Linked DNA regions of Drosophila melanogaster: region 1 is linked to region 2. Evidence: chromatin contacts called from public Hi-C data. All regions are on one chromosome and are shown on one strand. The core of a region is the stretch at or near the end of the contact, and the rest is flanking DNA. Distances in the headings are between cores, read along the strand shown.

The links. Hi-C and Micro-C count contacts between places; a contact is called where the count stands out from the background.
Region 1: a Hi-C map of the Kc167 cell line shows a contact between it and region 2, with 3 times the contacts expected there. A contact is called at or near these places in 3 of 107 Hi-C or Micro-C datasets (the Kc167 cell line, the S2 cell line and embryo).

Annotation. Positions count from the first base shown.
Region 1 is chr3R:17,701,751-17,705,401 of dm6, reverse strand. lncRNA:CR46035 (long non-coding RNA:CR46035) reads right to left here and starts at 1,707. Exons shown (of 1, transcript NR_133415.1): 1 at 1-1,707. The region is part of intron 4 of osa (osa,); the gene reads left to right. lncRNA:CR46036 (long non-coding RNA:CR46036) reads right to left here. Exons shown (of 1, transcript NR_133414.1): 1 at 3,529-3,651.
Region 2 is chr3R:8,112,426-8,116,510 of dm6, reverse strand. It overlaps lncRNA:CR44331 (long non-coding RNA:CR44331), which reads left to right and starts at 2,508. Exons shown (of 2, transcript NR_125107.1): 1 at 2,508-3,402; 2 at 3,463-3,812. All of the region lies in intron 3 of puc (puckered), which reads right to left.

The DNA of each region.
Region 1 (3,651 bases), core at 458-2,957, 9.6 Mb before region 2:
CAGCCGCAGCCAATGCTGGTTTTAAGCCACTCCAAACTTCCAAAGTCGGGGGAAGTCCCTGCCGCCCGTCCATTGTTATTTAAGCTGGTCGATTTCGAATTGCATTTTGTAAGCCGCTTTAAATTCGCCGTGTGTTGCTGAACAAAAGCCAACTGCCAGCAATAATATTTAACTACTGATGGCTTTTAGCCGCCGCTTTCCTCTTTCTGCGGCAGTTGGGACACCTTTTCTATATAGCGTGTTATTTAAGCCACCCAGTGGCTGGTGGCAGTCCCATTGATTTTCAAGAGCACACAGCCAGCCCCATCGACGTGTCCTAGTTTAGAAACTTATTTCAAGTCGACTGTTCTGCGTCATATTCTCTCTGCTCTGTGGGCAATTGGCATGACTATCTATCTGTATGCCTATCAGCATCTGAAATTTGCGGGCCAGCCAGCCGCCAGCAGCACACAACTGCTGCATTCATTTAATGCCAGCCGAAATTGTCTGTGGTGCAGTGCACACGGTTGGGGCTTTGGGCCCAAACTCAAACCACCGGCATGCGAATGCCATTGCTATTGCTATTGCGATTGCGAGCCCAAAAGCCCCAGAGCCACATGGCACGGCCTTTCCGCAACCGGGTCCCCCCATCTTCCCCGTGCCCTGTGCCCCTTCATTATGGTGCCTTCCAACTGCCAATGAACAATTTTGCCGGTTTTTCTTCGTCCGTTGTTGCTGGGATTTTAGTGCTCCACTCATTGCTGTGCCTGCGACTCTGCTGCGTTGTCGTTGTTGTTATTGTTGGCAGCAGCAGCGGCGGCGGCGGCGGCATCATCATCGTTTTTCATTTTAACAGGCGGCGCAGCCAGTAAAAAAGGCAAAAATAAAGTCGAAATAAAAAGAACGTTCATTTCAGTTGGCGCTGATGCACAGAGAAGAATTCTTTGAAAGAAATATATGATTACTCTGGGTTTGGAATCTTAGGCCAAAGTTCAGTCTTTTGATGAGTGACTTGATCAGAAACAATAATTTAATGAAAATGGCAAGGTAATGGTTCTTTATAATATCCTATCAAAAGGCCGCCCAGCTTATGTTTCAGTGTACTGCCTCGTTTCGAACGCATACAAATTTTATACATACAGAGAGTCGTGTGATTGTGCGCTTGTTTTTCAGTTCACTCGTTTGGATACACACCACGAACGAATCGAAACGTTGCTCGAAACGAGTCGAGTTGAGTCGAGTAGGGTCGGTCGGATTGGATCGCTTTGGTCTGGTCTGGCCTGGCTCTGGCTCTGGCTATGGCTTTGGCTTTTGCTTTAGCTATTGCCCTGGCTGTGGCTGTGGCTCTGGCTCTTGCCGGTTCTGGCAGCTCTGGCTGCGACTCTGGGCCGTGTGTTTTCGGTTGGAGCCCAGTGTGCGATTAATGGGACATTTGTCTGAGCACTCAAAGTGGTTGACTGCCAACGTTGGCTGTTGTTGTTCGTTCGTTGTTCGTTTTTTCGCTTTTACTGCTGCCAGTGGCTGTTGGTCTGTTGCTCTGTTGCTGCGTCGGATTGCCAGTCAGTCTGACAGTCTGTTAGTTTGCCATATTGTAAGTGGATGAGGGCGGAAGGTGCGGGGCAAGGATTGGGGCCACCGACTGACTGCTGCTCCGCTGGCAAAAGCAGCCAACGAGCAAACGAAACGGTACGAAACAAAACGAAGCGAACCAAACCCAACCGAACCGAGCAGATCCAAAGCGACTTCTGCTGCTGGTATACGAATAAACGAATATGCGAGTATTTGTTCTCTATATACAGTCGAACTTCTATAACTCGAACTATTTATCATGAACAAAAAAAAAACCCAAGAATTCCCTAAGGACTTCAGATGGTTGATTATTGCTATAATTTTCGAAATGCTTGATTTCCATAACATTTTGGTTAAAAATATAATTTCTGATTAATTCATGATTTGGATTCAATAGAAAATAATGAGTAAAACTTATGTACTACTACTTCTTAGATCTTAATCATAATTCCAGGAATCTGTAATTATTCAGTATGATTCGATTTGTAGATCAACACAGGGAAGTTGGACTGTATGTTCATCTGCGTTTTGTGGTACTGTCTGGGTTGCCTTGTGCAATGTGCGCCATGCACACTCAACACAATTGCACAAACTTTCGATTCGCTCATAAAATTTCCAGCAAGCGCAAACAGAAATTGCATGAGCATGGATCCGAGCGGACTCGGACCCAGAATCGGATTCAGAATCAGAAACAGATCCAGACCCCAGACCCAGACGCAGATGCAGATGCAGATGGAGACGTAGACCGACCCTCTCCCACACTGGGAGGTGGAGGATGGATGTCTAATGAGCGACAGTCGGACTGGCTGTCGCTCAGCTGTGCTCTGTTCTTTATATACATATATATATATATATAGTATCTCGTTCCCTGGCTCTGAGGTTAAACCCCTCCGATCCGGCGAACAAGCTGTGCATAATGAAAACCAACCATTGCACTTGAGGGGGTGGAGATTGCGAGAATGGAGACGACGGCGGGTACTGGGACTGAGACTGAGACTATGCGGGATGTGGTGGTGAACTATTTTTTTGTTTGTTTCGCATTCTCATTGCTTCAGTTTTTGAGGTTTTCACCCTTTGCAGTGGGGCATTATAATTTGTGCTACTTGAGTGGTATTCTTAGCAAAAGGTTTAGTTGCTTTAAAATACTAATACTTTTAACTAGATAAATAGTTATAGCTAGTTAAACACTCTTACAACGGTGCTTATTAGGAATATTGCTTTCCTGCAATTTTTAATGGAACTGTTTTTTTTTTAATCTATGACGATAGAGCGTAATCTTTACAACGCATCATCCTACTAGCTTGAAACTTACTAATTGGAATGGCAAAACCTTTCAGCTAGGGTATTTCAGAATGCGGGTTGCATGCGTTGGCCTGGCCCTTCCCTCTTGTTTTCATTTTTATGATATCCCCGAGTTTATTACTTTTTCTCTCCGAGAATGGCTGTGTTTATAAATTCCCGGCTGCCCCTCTCCTTTCCGCCGGTTTCGTGTGTGCCGCTCCTTTGTGCATTTAATTCTCTTATTTTTTATCTCTTCGCTGGCCGCATAACAAGCACATGTATGCCAGTCCTTGTTTTTGGTTTCCTTTTTATTTTTTGCAACGCTCGCTTGCCACATTCACTGCTAAAGGTTTTAAGGTGATAAGCCACAAAGGTCCCACCAGAGGCACCAGTACCGCCGGTAGTACCAGCGGTTCCATCGGCAGCAGCTGACAGCCAGACATAAACATACCTACCTACCCATCCAGCCAACAACTAACATGTAGGCATGCATATTCTTTATTTAAATGAACGTCCACAGATGACACGGCATAAAATGCGGTGAAGTGCGCTTTCGAGGGCCAAAAGTCGAACTTGTGGCCAATGCTGCTACATCATCATCGCATCTTGAGAACGAACGATGAAAGATGATGGGGTCTTTTGCTTTTTGCTCTTTCGGTTTTCAAGTGGGGTCCAAGGGCGAGTCCCCTTCTCTGAAATCGTGCCCAAAAATCGAACTCTCAACACTTTTGGCGCGCAAATCTTGGCTGAACTTTATTTAGCTGCGCTCGATTGCGATTTGATGGGGCAAGGGGGCCGGGCCAGAGGTGTGGGAGGAGGTGT
Region 2 (4,085 bases), core at 1,259-3,758:
GGGATCTCAACTTGACCTTCAACTTGGCGAATCTCGACTTTGACGTGTCGAGTCATACGGAAACAACAAAGCCCCCCTAACAAGACAGCCTGCACTTTGAAGTCGCCTTCAACTTAAGCGGGTCGGGTCGGGGTGAATAGTGGGTAGTGAGTGAGTGAGTGAGGGAGGCAGGTAGATGGATCAGGGCTCTCCTCGGGTGATTCACGAAGAGCATGCGCAGCGGCAATAACAACAAACGGAATGTTTCATAAACAAATTGCGCGCAAATCAAACACTTGGAAAATACAGAGTGCGCGGGCGCAAAAGTCTCAAAAGGAAGGTATTGATGAATAAGTACACAATGAGTTGTTTTTGTATACCCTCCCATTGACGAGACTTTTTCGTTGAAGTAATAACGATCCCATCTTACGATCTTAAAAGTGATATTCTAAATAATTCATGTGTATATTAATCATATTTTTTTCTCTGTAGAGAAAAACGAGGAAGTGTGGGCCTCGGGTTCCCTTTTAAAATGATTAAGAGCCTTATACATTCGATACAACAATAAAAAGAACGAAGCCGCAACGCAAATTTCAAATTTGAAATTCCTGTGCGAATATTTTCATTTTTTTTCGCTTGGTCGATTTTTGCATTTTAAAAATAGCCGGCTGACGAATATTGAAATTATGCGCACGGGGGCCAACAAAAATGTCACCTCGGGTTTTTGGTTGTTGTTTCGGTTAATTCTTTTTTGTTTGTTGTCTGCCAACGGATTCTCGATTACTCATTAGCCGAAGGATTTTGATTTTTTTTGGGTTCTCTCATTTTATACTGAGTACTTTTTGGCTGAGTTACTTGGGACAACGATATTGACTTTTTATATTAGAACAATCTATTTTCTAAACTCTCGGTATATATTTGAACATATGCATTCATAGTTTTATCTAATCAGCTGTCCAATTGTATATATGTATGTATATAGAATGTGACTATCGCCAAATGTTCTCGAGGGGCCTCAGCTTTCAGTTTGCTTAGCTGCTTCTACGACCGTGTGTCCACAACCCGTAATTGTACTTCGAATGCCCCGTAAACGTAACCTGTAACCGTATATATACAAATCTATATATGTACATATGTGTGTTTGTATGCTCCGTTGTAGATTAAGTTAGTTCGCCAAAGAGGCCTCTCCGTCGTTGGCAGATAAAAGTTGACGGCTTGATAACTTGATAGCTTGGCGCGCAAATAATATGGGTACAGTCAGTACAGACATCGCGGCGATAAGTTGACAAATTGGATGGCAATCGTAGGAAAGGATGTGGAATCGGCTAGAAAGCCCCTAGATAATAGATAATAGATAATAGATCGAGCATTGCTGTGAGAGATCTCTATTTCGAATTTAAACCTTGCTATTATGTTTATTTACCTCAGCATCTGGTATTCTTGGCCAATTTAAGCGGAACGTTTGTTTATAATTATGGCCTTGTGTTTAAAAATGTCAGATACCTTGAAGGAAGTAAGATTTTACCTCTTTTTCTTGGTTTATGAAACAAAACATTGCATACATATGTACAGAAATAGATGCAAATTTCATTTGTTATTAGTAAATTGGTCTTTAATTTTTTAGTTCTTAACTTTTTGGGATATCTGAAAAATCCTTGTAACGCTTAAATCTCCATTACAAGTAAAATAGAGCGAATACTACCGATTGAAATACCGCTCAATTTCCTGACAATTGAGGCTTTGATTGCTTTCTAGGCCAAGTGGCTCGGTTTGGTTTATCGTTCATGTTAATGACACAGCATAATGACATTAGCATTATCCGACAACTACAACTACAACAACAATTGGGGCCTCGAACTCTACCGTCGCCTAATGAGCCTCTGCCGGTGCCGCTGCCACTGCCGCTGCCTCTGCCGGCGTTGAGTTCATTTTAAGCTCTGCTTCAAAATAGCGGTGCTTCCTCTTTCCCCACATCCCCCAACACCCCGCCACCCCCGCGCACACAAAGTGCTGTTATAATGAATGGAAAACGAAAAGCAGCGGAACAATGAGAAATCATAAGTTGTACGGTAGAAGAGGAAGCTCACTAAGAAGGGGATCAGCATATATTCAGGCGAAATAAAACAATAATAATAGGCATAAGGTGACGACGGCAAACCAAAAACGAATGCGCAAAAGGCCGGGGCAAATACACACAAACTCACAAACACAAACAGAGAAGCGAAATCATGACTCATGCACTCAGTACAAAATTGTACGTATACTTTTCCCTGCTTCTTCTTTCCCGCCGCCGCCGCCACCTCCTTTTGCTTCTTCTTTCTCTTGTCCGTCTCCCCACCCACCGTTACTTCGTGCCTGAGTACTAATGTGTTGCTGCGCGGGTGTGAGTGAGCGAGAGAGGTAGAGCATTTATAAAAATAATACTTAAGCATGTATAAAAGCGGCGAAGTTAAGGAGCAACAATTAATAGAAGCACACTTTAAAATTTTTTTAAAGCTTTAATCCCATTTTAAAAATTTGTTACTTAGATTTCTTTCTGTGTAGCGGTCAAAAGAAGTCTGAACCAAGGATTCTGATCCGACAGATGCAAATAAAATAAAGAGCGCAGGCAAGCGAGAGAGGAAGCGATATTAACCAGCTGTTGCTGCGCCCCGCACCTGAAATCCACAACAACAACAACGACCATAAAACACCAACAGCCGAGGCCGCACGCACAAGGATAACCCACTAAAAGAAGAAAAAACCAAATCGATGACTCATGAACAGGAACCGAAATGTTTACAAAAATAGAACATATGCCAAAACGAAACAGCGCCGGAGGAAAAGAGAGGGGTGAGAAGTGCCGTTGGCGGCGCAATAAATAGCAACAATAAGAAGCCAACAGAAAAATCGATGCGGCTGTACCGTTCACCCAACCATCCATCCATCCACCCACCCACCACCACCTATCGCCCACCCACTCTCTCGCCATCTCGCTCTCTGTGTTCCACATTGCATTGTGAACGAACAACGAAACGTAATGGCGATGAGTCATCATCGAGCCAGGGCACAGTGGTGGCCAAAAATACATTAACACTCGGGCAGCGCAGGAGGCGCGTCGACGACACAACCCTTATCAGAAAGGACGTTTGCGGTTGGCTGGTTGGGTTAGCTAGCCTTGTTGTTGGTGCTGCAATCTGCATAAAGTTTCCATTGCCCGTGCAAACTTGTCTGCACCGACAAAAACGGCTATAGTTGTGGCTCCTATTATCATATTCTACCGAGTTTACTCTATGATAAACTTTTATCTACAAAGATCGACCTTCGCAAGGCTATAGCTTTCAAGTAACTCAGGCGTTTCGTTAAGATTAGACAGAATATTATACCATCTTACGTTTTAAAAAATATTGAAGCACCAAATCTCAGGTGGAACTAAATGAGTAGGTGTGAACTAAAAGAGTAATTTTTTTTCAAATCCTTATTTCTATCAGTTATGTTTTTCAGTGTGGCCAAAGTCGCAACACAGTTACGGCAGCAACAACAATGCGACGACGACGCCGCTGCCGCCATGCTGTCTGCCAACGCCAACACGCAACAGCAACAACAATGCGACGACCAAGAAGAAGAAGGGACAGAGGACGGAAGGAGCGAAGGAGGCGATGAAGAGAGGCGAATGGATAAGCGTAGGAGAAGTCACAACAAAAACTTTTTGAGGTGGAAGGAGCATTGCTCCTTATCAACGCACCCCAATTGCCTCCATGGGAGCGAGGGAGTTGGATAGATATGTACATGTATTCCACGTTGGAAATTACTTTGACTTGAGCTTTGCTTTGAAATTTTTTACGGTTTACTCCAAATTAGCTATTAACTTAAGATTATAACAAAGATTAAAATGGCACATTGAGCCTTTTAACTTTATTTTATGAAGAAGGATTATTGCTGATTTTAAAATAAAATAACTTTATTTAACCTGTAATTCAATTTATAATATGAATAAGGTCTAGGATCCATTTCATACACATAGTTTCTTTTACGAATTTGGCCTGTTCATTCAAGGTACTGAAATATAATCCAACAAATACTCATATTTACTTAAAATAGGGTCAAAGGCATTTAAAATTAAGCAT